Linked DNA regions of Anas platyrhynchos: region 1 is linked to region 2. A link is a contact called in public Hi-C data. All regions are on one chromosome and are shown on one strand. Each heading gives the region's core, a stretch centred on a gene start, on an enhancer-like site or on the middle of the called end of the contact. The rest is flanking DNA. Distances are from core to core; before and after follow the strand shown. Region 1 holds the start of POLQ (DNA polymerase theta). Region 2 overlaps TRIM45 (tripartite motif containing 45).

The links. Hi-C and Micro-C count contacts between places; a contact is called where the count stands out from the background.
Region 1: a contact with region 2 is called in a Hi-C map of subcutaneous adipose tissue, with 1.8 times the contacts expected there. The contact joins the promoter of POLQ here to the enhancer-like site in region 2. A contact is called at or near these places in 2 of 8 Hi-C or Micro-C datasets (skeletal muscle and subcutaneous adipose tissue).

The regions. Positions count from the first base shown.
Region 1 is chr1:84,156,325-84,161,668 of IASCAAS_PekinDuck_T2T, forward strand. POLQ (DNA polymerase theta) reads left to right here and starts at 1,943. Exons shown (of 30, transcript XM_027449663.3): 1 at 1,943-2,133; 2 at 4,476-4,658; 3 at 5,221-5,344. The coding sequence starts at 1,971. METTL16 (methyltransferase 16, RNA N6-adenosine) reads left to right here. Exons shown (of 9, transcript XM_005014969.6): 8 at 1-47; 9 at 141-1,489. The coding sequence ends at 758.
Region 2 is chr1:84,094,037-84,099,932 of IASCAAS_PekinDuck_T2T, forward strand. TRIM45 (tripartite motif containing 45) reads left to right here. Exons shown (of 6, transcript XM_027449688.3): 2 at 961-1,694; 3 at 2,287-2,416; 4 at 4,327-4,441; 5 at 4,655-4,781; 6 at 4,994-5,313. The coding sequence ends at 5,142. Among named protein-coding and RNA genes, the nearest start is that of TRIM45, 4.2 kb to the left of the region's middle. Within about 2 kb of position 3,460, at least 3 of the 8 cell types and tissues checked have an H3K27ac peak or open chromatin away from gene starts, as enhancers often do. A contact at or near this core is called in subcutaneous adipose tissue, where this site is marked.

The DNA.
Region 1 (5,344 bases), core at 693-3,192, 61 kb after region 2:
TTGCTGTTGTTAGAGCCTGGGTAGAGAAGATTCTTGCTGATCTGAAGGTAAAATATTAAGTATTAGATGGTAGAACAACATCTTGCTTTAAAGCATAACTCTGAAGGGATAATATGAACTTCTGCTGTCTTCTGCAATAGGTTCAGCATAAACGTGTTCCCTGTGGAAAAGATGAAGTTAGCCTGTTTGTGACTGCCATTGAAAACTCCTGGATTCATTTGAGGAGAAAGAAGCGAGAGAGAGTAAGGCAATTACGAGAACTTCCTCGAGCTTCTGAAGATGTTCTTCAAGCAATGGAAGAGGAAAAAAACGGCCAGAAAAGTGTGAGCAACAGTTCGGACTGTGAAAAACCCAAGACTGAAGACTCTGAAACAGGGTTTATGGCACCCGATGAGGATGTCCACTTGACCGCAGATGACAAGCTAACGGAAGAATCTGCTGCCAAAGAAGAACATAGTGCGCACATGGAGGAGGAGGAGACAGAAGCAAAGCAGGCAGAAACGTCATGTAACAAAGGTTCCAGTAATGCGAAGGAGGAACCTCAGCCTTCAGAGGAAGCTGGCAATCCAGCAGTTGAAAAAGGGCAGAGTCCTAAAGAAACTAGTAGATGTTTTCTTTTCAAGTGTTTAATGAATGTGAAGAAAGAAGGAAACGATGTACTAGTAGAAATGCACTGGGTTGAAGGACAGAACAGAGACTTGATGAACCAGCTGTGCACATACTTACGGAACCAAATTCTTCGACTAGTTGCTAGTTAGCCCTTTTTCCCCACTTTGGTAGAATGAGTCCTCAAATTTTGTAAACTTTGTAATGGTTTAACATTTTCAGTCAGAAAAAAAAAATAGTAAAGTGGAGATATTTTAAATATATTTTTTTAAACGTGCAAGGAGTACATGAAATATCACTTCATGTCCAATGAAATGCTGGGAAATAGTATCTCTTGTGCTTCAGTTGTAAAACAAAATGTTACAGTGCAACGTGTCTATACTGTGACCATTTCGAATATCAACAGTGCTCATTCTGGTCTTTTTTTCTGATGCAAAAGATATATATATATATATTGTTACCAAGTAGGAATCTTTACTGAAACATTTTCTTCAATCTTTTTCAAACTAATGCAGGAAATTGTTACCTGCTTTGGGAATTGCCGTCTGCAGCTGAGTCCTCAGCTGAGGGTTTAAGTATGCCTCTGTTCCCTTAATGCATTTACCTGTTGGGCTACAGAGCAGCAGGATGGATATATCCTCCAACTATCAAATCAGATAAAAAATCACTTTAGAAAAATCACTTTAGAATACATACGATGTATTTTTCTGGTGTTTGGGCTTTGAAACACTGAAGAGCTTACTGTAAGTGAGCACCGGTTTCTATAAACTTCATTCTAATGCCTAAATATTGATGTCTCTGGAGAAGTTAAATTAGTTGTACACCTTCAGAATCTGAGGAGATTATTTCTGGCTAGGTGACCTATTGAAAACATAGAAGGCAAGTCTGTTTGTGCTATCGTGTGCTTATCTTTTCAGCCTGTTTTATGCAAGGATGACAAGCCTCACAAGGTAAGCCCGTGTGCCTGTGATGCACTTGTTATTCTGAGGCAGACTGCAGTGTCCTGCTTCGTTAATTACCTCCACCTTCCCCTTGTACAACATGAGTAGCTTACACTCCTCAGTGCTGCTTAACCAAAGCTGTTACACTTCCAAAAAGAAAACCAATAGCGATTAGGATGGAGGAAAAGTAATTAAAAGGGCGTCATTGGTGTAAAAGCGGGTTAGTGTCATTGCGTCTGTAGCAATAAGGGAAGAATCTCAAGTCACACTTGCGTACAGCTCCACAAAAGTGTTTGGGGCATGCCAGGAAGAGGCAAAAGGTATCACTGGGACCGAATTTGTTTTTGTGGAACGGACGGGAAGAAAAAAAACACCTCAGGGAGCCGCGCGCTGCGGCCGCTGGGGGCAGAGGCCGCCGTTTGAATGGCGCGGCGGGAAGATGGCGGCGCCCCCGCTAACGGCGGCGGGGCGGCCGCTGCCCCCAGGGCGGGGAGGGGGGCACCGCTCAGCCCCCATGCCCCCAGCCCGGCCGTGCTGAGCCCCCCGCCCGGCCTCCAGCGCTCCCTGCACGGCAGCGGCTCTCCAGGTAGCGGCTGGGAGGGCAGCGGGGCTGCCGGCGGCGCGTTGGGCTTGTGGGCGCCCTCAGCCCTCGGGCAGGGCAGGGGGGAGCGCCCGGTGCTGCCCGGTTCTCCCTGAGGGAGGGGAAGGGAAGGGGCTGCGGCTGGGGGTGCGCTCTGGGGCCGGGGGGTGCGTTGGGGCTCCGAGGGGCTTCCTCGGCTCTGCTGCCCCGCTGGGGAGGTGAGGGGAGGCGGCTGGAGGCGGGCACGGTGCTGCTGGGTGCCTCTCAACCGCGGGTCCTGTGCTTGGCTTGGCCTCTAGGTGCTGCCACAGCACAGCGATCCGTATGGCCTGGGTGCGGGGAGGAGCGCCTGGCTGGAGTTGATTGAAGAGCACAAGAAGCTGGTGAAATGGACTAGATATAAAAACATGGCATTAAGTGTTCCTGCGTAGTGCCCTGATACCTGCAAAGGCAGGGGAGTGTGGTGGTTTTGCGTGATATCTCACCTATATGTGCAACGTTTGACACAGGTGCTCGTAACTTCATCTCACAATATTTTTATCACTCTCTAAATGATTTACATCTCCCAGCCGCTTCTGCAGTCAGGTAGCGTCTTCTCCCCAGCGTGGCTACGTGCTGCAAGATGCAGTTTTGTCAGCTCCTGTGAATGGAGCTGAGCGAGGCGATGTGCGTGTCTCCTCAGGACACCTCCAGGACTCAGTGTGTCCCCCTCACCCCAGGTTCTGCAAGGGTTTTCCTTCAGATGCGTCTAAATGCCCAGTCTTTAAATCCAGCAGTGTGTCTCATCCTCATTTTGACTTTCTTAGCATTTTTCTAGTACGTTACAGAGGTTAGTGCAGTATTGCGCTTGTATACATGGGTCTTTAAAACTTGTTTCCTAAGGCACAAGTTTTGAAACTTATGTTCAGTGCTAATCTCAAGGTATTCTTCCAACATTAGAATCATGTAATCCTTTACTCATGCTGTCTTTTTACACATAGTTCACTGTTTTTAACTTTAGGAAAGAAGCTTGAGATCCCTTTGTGCATTTTGTTTTACTCTTTTATAGGGTTACAAATCCTAATTCTGCCACGCTGGTGGCAGTCAAGGACAGACAAACCCGATCTCCTTTAAATGCCCCATGGGAAGCCTGTTCTCCTTGTGGCATGCTGTTATTCACTTCCAATAGTGCTGAATGTTTTGTTCAGTATTTGTATAGTGTTTTGATTATCACAGAGCTGAGCTATATCATCTTTTTTATGTATTTGTGCACAGGACAGTGGTCAAGTACCAGTGATTGCTAGGTTGGGGTTAACCTCAGGAAGGTTGTTGCAGTTTTTCATATGTTGAATATAAGTTCTAGATGCTACACAGTACATAGTACTACAAGCATAAGCAGGCAGTGTTTTTCTGATCTACCTTGCCCTTCCACTGTTACAACAATGGTGGAAAATTCCTTTTAGATTTTTTCTTTTGAATGTGCTGGTAGAAATCGGTACAGTAGAGCCAGTACACACACTGACTTGTTTTTCAAATAGCTTCGATGAGGTCTTTTGCAAAATGCTGCTATGGGAACTAAGTAGTCGTGGATGATAGGGGAGGCATCGCTGTGGAGCAGAAATCTGTTTTCTGTCTCAGGTGAGGAAAAGGACAAAAGGTTTGAGTTATCCTAATGATTTGGAAAAAAAAGAGAGCCAGGGATGAGGCAATATTTGTAGCCAGCACAAAGTTATCTAGAGTTATAAAGACAAGAAATAAGCAGAAAGAACTTAATTAAGCTAGAGGAACTGGCAATGTGGTAAAGATACTAATCAGTGTTGAAAAACAGAAGCGACACGTTGTACAGAGTAGCTTGAGCTGCCTGTTTGTTTTATGTTAGTTATTTTAATTCAGCTGTAAAGCAAAAAAAGAGCTTGGGCAGTTCTATAATCTGCGAGGATTACTGAAGGATCAGTAGCAATAATCTAAAAAGGAAACAGCCTGAGTAAGGATGAGATGGCAAATACTTTGTAATGCTGTTACACTAATCACCGCTGAAATTCTGCTCGAGTCTGTATTTGGTCATGGCTATTCTGTCTCAAAAGCAAATATCAGAGTGAGAGTTTGGTGAAGAAATTATTTGAATGTGGAAAACCTAATACGAGGAGAAATTGACAAGATGATATCAGGAGATAAGAAGAAGGATAAAACACTCATAGGAAATATTGAAAAATATGGGGGAGATAGTTTCTCGTTACCTCTCCCCACAATACAGAGCTTGTAAAGAAGTTTGACATTTGAGTATCTGACCTAAATGATGACCTCAGATTGAAGGAGGATATAGGATGATACTTTTTGTTTGTTTGTTTTTCCCCTCTTTCCACCCAAAGGGAAATACCAGCAAGTAAATGTTCCCGAAGACCAAGCAGACAAGTTGCTCCTCGCAAGCTGGGGTCTTCCGAAAGCAGTTCTGGAGAAATATCACAGTCTGGGAGTAGTGCAGATGTTTGAGTGGCAAGCAGAATGCCTAATGCTCGGACAAGTTCTGGAAGGAAAGAACCTGGTTTACTCAGGTATGCAAACGTCTCACAGAAGCGATCCCCCTGACTTTCCCAGTGCCATTCACAAGAACACGTTGGGGTGCAGGGAGCAGAAAAAGCAGGACTGGTGAGCTAGAAATCTGTGGGAAACACCAACTTAGGTGTCTACTCTACATGGAAAGAAGGTCACAGAGCAGCAATGGGGGCGAGAACAGCTTAGAAGTGGGGGCAGGGTGATTTTCTTAGGCATTCATTTGAGTTTTATTACTTGGTTGCAGAAGCCATTGGGCCAGATTATTGAGTAATGCCTGTGCCCTACTATGTTACACATCTTCCATGGTTCTCATGGTATCATAGTCCACATGATATCCTTGTCTCTAAATTGGAGAAACATGGATCTGATGGATCATGATCTCTTGACCCTTTATTGGGATAACTACAAGTGTAGTTGTGACTGTGTGAGATGGGAATCAATTGAAGAGCTTTGCCCCAAATTCTCCTTGTTTTCTGTTCTGTTTTTATGATGTTTACTCTTTGGACAATTTTTTTTTTCCTTTAAAAATGAATAATAATAAAAATCAAATACGTTTTTCAGCTCCTACCAGTGCCGGAAAGACTCTTGTTGCAGAATTGCTCATTCTGAAGCGAGTCTTGGAGACCCGTAAGAAAGCTCTTTTCATCCTTCCCTTTGTCTCTGTGGCCAAGGAGAAGAAATGTTA
Region 2 (5,896 bases), core at 2,210-4,709:
TGGACCCAAGGGAAATCACTGGGAAGCAAAAGCAAAATAGACCACATCCTGCTCTGTGATTAGCTTGCTTTGTGTTGCCAGAACAACTCTAGAGCTTGGTCCTCAGGGTGTTTCTCTGCCTATGGCTCAGAGCTCCCTCTGCAACTACCAGAAGTCAGCTTCTGCACATGTAGTCATTAGTGCAGGAGACAAGGAAGGAGGGACAGCTTTTACGTTCTGGTCAGTAACCAGCTGACGGCATTCAAAACAGCACAAAATGAAAATACTCCCCTGCAGCCCTGTCACACGGTGGGTGGCTCTTCGTATCCAATCCTTGGTCTCCATTGAGTGGGGTCTAACCTGGCAGCGAAAGGAAATGGGGTTTGACTTTCGTAATAACCAATGTTTTACCAACAGACTGTCGTCCGGCTGTTCCCTGAACTAGATTTCTCCCTAAGGGTTATTAGAGCTCATTTGCCTCAGCACATTTAAAGCTGGTGGAAATCATTGGGCTGACAGTTAAGGAACCTGACACTGCCTGTTCCTATCCAGACCTGACTGTGGGTGAGCAACGCTGTTTCAAGACTTTCCACATCACCCACCTGCTGCCTTTGTCACGGCAGGCTCTGGGGGTAATTGCAGCAACCCCACTTCTGTCAGGCTCTGTGCAGGGGATGCTGTCAGGAGCAGCCTGACAGCCCGCTCCCTGGTCTCTGTGTGGCAATGGTGGGGCACGCGGTTCTTGTGTCTGAAAATTGTGCTGACAGCATACAGGGAGCCAGGGAGCAGCCTCTAATGAGCTGTTTGCAAATGCTGTCCTCTTTTGTCTAGAGCCTTGTCCTCAGGTCCTTCGTGCAGAGTGAATTTCAGGGGATGCAGGAGGGAGCAGCGCACAGTCTGTACAGACCGGCGTTCACAAGGGGTCTTGGGTGCTTGCATTGCGTGTCCAACGTGCATAAATTCATGGTTGCTCTCTTCTAGGAGACAGAAGAAGACTGCCTCTCATGCTGTGACAGAGCTGGAGAGCAGCAAGGACTGTGGCCAGGCTGGGAGGCCTCTTTTCTGCCCGTCCCATCCATCGGAGGAGCTCCGGCTGTTCTGCGAGCAGTGTGACCAGCCCGTGTGCCGGGACTGTGTCGTGGACAGGCACCGGCAGCACCCCTATGACTTGGCCAGCAACGTTGTCCACAGGCACGGGGACTCCCTGCGGGTGCTGCTGGAAAGCACCCAGCAGCGCGTGAGCACCCTGGAGGACGCGCTGAGCCAGATCGATGGCATGGGCAGTGCCGTCCGCGTTCGTGCAGAGGCCGTGGCCGCAGAGATCTGTCTGTTTGCCAGCGGGTACGTGAAAGCCATCGAGGAGCACCGGGAGCGGCTGCTGAAGCAGCTGGAGGACTTGAAGGTGCAGAAGGAAAACCTGCTGCACTTGCAGAAGGCCCAGCTGCAGCAGCTGCTGCTGGACATGAGGACAGGCATGGAGTTCACGGAGCGCTTGCTGAGCAGCGGCTCGGACCTGGAGATCCTCATCACCAAAGGGGTGGTGGCAAGCCGGCTGGCGAAGCTGAACAGTGTCACCTACAGCACCCGCCCCAGCGTGGACGACAGCATCCAGTTCTCTCCCCAGGAGAGGGCAGGGCAATGTTGCGGCTATGAGGTTTTTGGGGCCATTCTCAATAAAGTGGTTGATCCAGCCAAGTGTACCCTGCACGGGGAAGGTAATGGGGTGCCGTGCCGCTCAGTGCTCCCTAAAGTCACCTCTCCGTTCCCTGTACCCATGCAGCGTGCGGCTTAAGGCGCCGGGGGCTCCCTGCAGGCCAGGGGGGCAGAGGGATGCAGCAGGCTGGAGCCCTGCTAGAGGTGGCAGCTGCTGGGGATGAGATCCCACAGGAGCTGTGCCAAGCAGGGAGCCCGAGAGCCAGCTGCAGCCGCCCTCTGCAACATCACTGACAGACCCAGGGCTCCTTCACTCCTTCCCATGTCAAAGGGTAAGCGCTGAGGTTCCCAGGGCTCCATGCTGCACGGTGGGGCTCTTCCTGCTCCCCCCAGCTTGCACAGTGCACCTGGAGGTGGGAAGTCTCCAGCTGGGCCATGAGCACCCTGGTCCATACAGGGTGGTCCATACAGGGCTCTCTGCACTCTCCTGGTCCCCAGCGGTGCATTTGCTTTTTCCTGTGGGTGGAGGGAGCTGTATAGCCAGCAGCAGAGCCCTGGGTATGCTCTGATAGGAGTGAAATGCTACCAAGTGGGCAGGAGGTGGCAATTGTGGCTCTTTTGAATCCTTTCTTGTCCTGTTTCTCTGCCTTGCAGATCTCTGCATCGCCCGTCAGAACGAGCTGACTGGCTTTACCCTGCTCTGCAATGACACCACGGGAGAGCAGATGCGGAGGGGAGGAGAGGCCGTCAGGGTCACCATCACCCACAAGGACAAGAAGGATTGGTGGGTATTTCAGCAAAAAAAAACAAAACACAGACAGTGGGTTTGCTTTTCTGTCTCCTTTCCCCTGGCTCCCTCCTCGTTTGGGCAGGTGGGTGGAAGTGCTTCAGCATCTGGGTCATGATCTGGAGGGGGAAAAGGCAGGGGAAAAGGCAGGACGGTTCTTCCCACCAGCATAGCAGTGCTTCCTAGAGGTCATTTACAGCCGTGTGGAGTTTGACTCACACTTGTAACGAGTCTTCAAGGTTTCAGTTCACAGTGGGTATTGCACATTGTCAGAGCGAGCTGTTGCTGCTTCCCCCACACCACCACCAGCAGACACCTAGGGCGCCTGTTTTGTTAATACCTAACGAGTGTAGAACAACATCAGAGTTAGACAGCCAGGCCACTCAGCCCAGGAACCTCTGGCAGTTGATGGAAGTGCTTAAATTAACGTTCTGGGGAAAAAAAAAGATCATTGTTAGGACTTCATCATGCTTCTTCCTGTAGTTGCAAGTGTTGAGCACTTTAACATGCTTGGAGGTTTTCTAGCACAAGCAGGGAAGGCTGCACTTGACCTCCCATTTCCACAGTGAAAATGACCGACCAGAAAAATATTTTGTAACTGTTTCCATGCCACGCTTCTTCTTTGAAGCAGCGAGACCTTAATGCAAATAACAGAATCAGTTGGGGTTCAGTTCTTTAGAAAAGCTTCTGTTCTGTTTTATAGCGCACACACTGCAGCTAGAGCACGAAACCAGCTTAACTTGTTCCAGGATTCAGTCTTGGGGGGATGACCTGATGGAAAAAGGGATAGGACGCTAAAATTCCTTGCTATGGGGAAGTATTGATGAGCCATACAGAAACTACTGGGTGCACAGGTGCCTGTCAATAAAATATCATTGTTCAAGAATGTTGTTCCAACGTACCTTCCTCTGTCAGGTGTGCTCGTGTTGTGGGAAGGTGTAAACAGGAGGTTTATGTGGATTTTGCTTTGTGGGGTAGAGGTCGCTGTGGCCACATTAACTCAGTTTCTTGTTCCTGTGCTTGTACAGTTGCTACATCCGTTGCTGAAAGCTGTCTGGCTCTGGGGAGAGGCACAGCAGCTACTGAAGAGCACGAAGTGTCACCACACAGTTCATGGCAGGAAATGATGTAGGCAGCTGTACTGATGTGAAGCGGTGGGGGATGGGGATTACAACCTACAAATCTGGAAGATTAAAGACGTTCATGTCGCGGGGCACAAGAGACTAATTAGTGAGGAGTAGGGAGAACACCTCCTCTCCGCAGAGCTGCTTGCTAATTTTCTGCAGAAAGCTCTTCCTGTGAAACAGGCCATCAGTTCCCAAGGAACTAGCTGATGCTTTTTCCCTGTCACTCTGTCCACCAGCGTCCCTTTAAAACCTAGTGAGCTTCACTTGGGAAAGGGGGGATTCACCAGCAAGGACCTAGAACTCCTCAGAGAGTCGAAGAGAAAAGCTGGGCTCAATGCAGTTGGGTAGTGGTTGAAGTGACTCAAACCTGCCTTACGTCTTCCTCATGGGCTCTCCTGGAGGCAAGCTGCTCTTTGAAGCTTTGAGTTTACCCCATTTCTGAGGGCTCTTATCAGATGGGATCATCTGGTTTGCAAGTGTGCTGTCAGTCACCTTCTGCTCTTTCAGTGCTGCCACAAATCCTTGCAGCACAGCTTAGCTTTGTGTGACTTCCTTTGCATGGTTATTGCAGCTCCCGGTAGCAGGTGTATGTGAAAGCCGCTCAGTGCTCGAGCATTGCTCACGCATCCTGTCGAGCTCACTCGAGACCCACAGCTGCTGAACATGGGTGAGGATGAGGAGCCGACCACATATCTAGGCCAAACAGTGGTTTATGTGTGAATTCGGGAGCAGTTTTCTGCCAGTCAGTGACCTCTGGGACTCCTCTTTGTCTGTTCGTAGTGCAGTCAAACCAACGGTGTGTGATAACGGTGATGGGACCTACCATGTTTCCTACAGCCCTGAGGAGCCAGGCTTATATGCTGTCTGCGTCTGTGTGAAGGGGCAGCATGTACAGGTAGCATTTCTTTTCTTTTTTCTTTTTTTATTGGTTCTTCTTTACACTTTTTCCTTTCTAAGTATTTGCTTAAAATCTTCCTAAGGATTGCTGCTATCGCTTGGCAGTTAAAACTGATCATATTGATCTGTGACCGACAGGATCACCCGGTTGTTTTTCTGCAAATGCAGACACACCATCTGATATTATCCTCTGCTTGCTTGTCCTCCGCAGGGCTCGCCATTCACCCTGACGGTGAAAAGCAAGTTCCGCAAGCACCAAGGAGTGTTCCACTGCTGCACGTTTTGCTCGAGTGGAGGGCAGAAAGCCGCTCGCTGCGCCTGTGGGGGGACCATGCCAGGTGAGCGTGCAGCTTTCCCTGTGCTGCTCACATCAGGAGGGTTTGTTTGTTTGGTCATTCCCCTTTTTTATGGAACCCTGGCAATTTTGGGTTTAAATACACATGTACCTCCCTTTCTTAGACAAGTCCTGGGGCTGAAGCACTCGCTTCGTGGCACATTGGGATTTTCTGACCCCCTCTTGGTCAAGCTGATGGTGCCTTTTCTCTTGCAGGTGGCTACCAAGGCTGTGGCCATGGGCACAAAGGCCACCCTGGCTGTCCCCACTGGTCATGCTGTGGACAAGTCACAAAGAGCTCAGAGTGTTTGGGGCCACCCAATGACAGCTCACAGAGGAGCTTGCTCAGGACGGTGGCACTCTGAGCAGCCAGGTGAGCCCCTGGGAGCTCAGGTCCTTCCTGGTGGATGAACGCAAGCCACAAAGATCCCCACAATCACTACAGAGCCTTGTTGCCAGAAAATACACAGTGCGACGGGTGTGAACTGAGGAATGGGATGAGGGAAAATAAAATTGTGCCTTTTGTTCCGCCTGGGGTTGTGTGTGCAAGGTTGTTTTGTGCCCGAACAGGAGCAAATTCCAGGAGTTGTACTGATGCCCGCACTTTTGAGGACTCAGGACCTGTGGGTTCAGCCTCTGAGGGGAAACTCGGTCTGAGCAGTTACCTCACAGGAGGGTCAAGGTGTACCTCATTCTGTGGGATCAGCAGTCTGCTGTCCTTCTCCAGAGGCCAAAGCTGCTTGTTGGGGCGCATTCCAGTCTTTGTGTTCGTGCTTGGGAGAGGCTTGGCAGCCTCAGTGCGGCCTCTGCCTCCCCCTCAGGTACCTGGCTGGGTTCTGGCCTCGAATGTGTGCATATAGCACAGTCGCACTCCTGGGATCTGTTGTGTTTGCAGCTCTCTTGTTTTCTCCAGGTGAGCTGTAGTCTCGTTACACTCTCCCTGCAAAGTAGGAGCAAGGCAGATCAGTAATTTAACTGAAAAATTCAAGAAAAACCCACGGCACTGATGAGCACAGGAACTAGAATGTAATTCACTTGGTCTGCGTGTTCTCCATGGAGGTGGTTTGGGACACAACATTGTTGGGGGTGATGTGGGATCCAGGAGAGCATCTGTCTCTC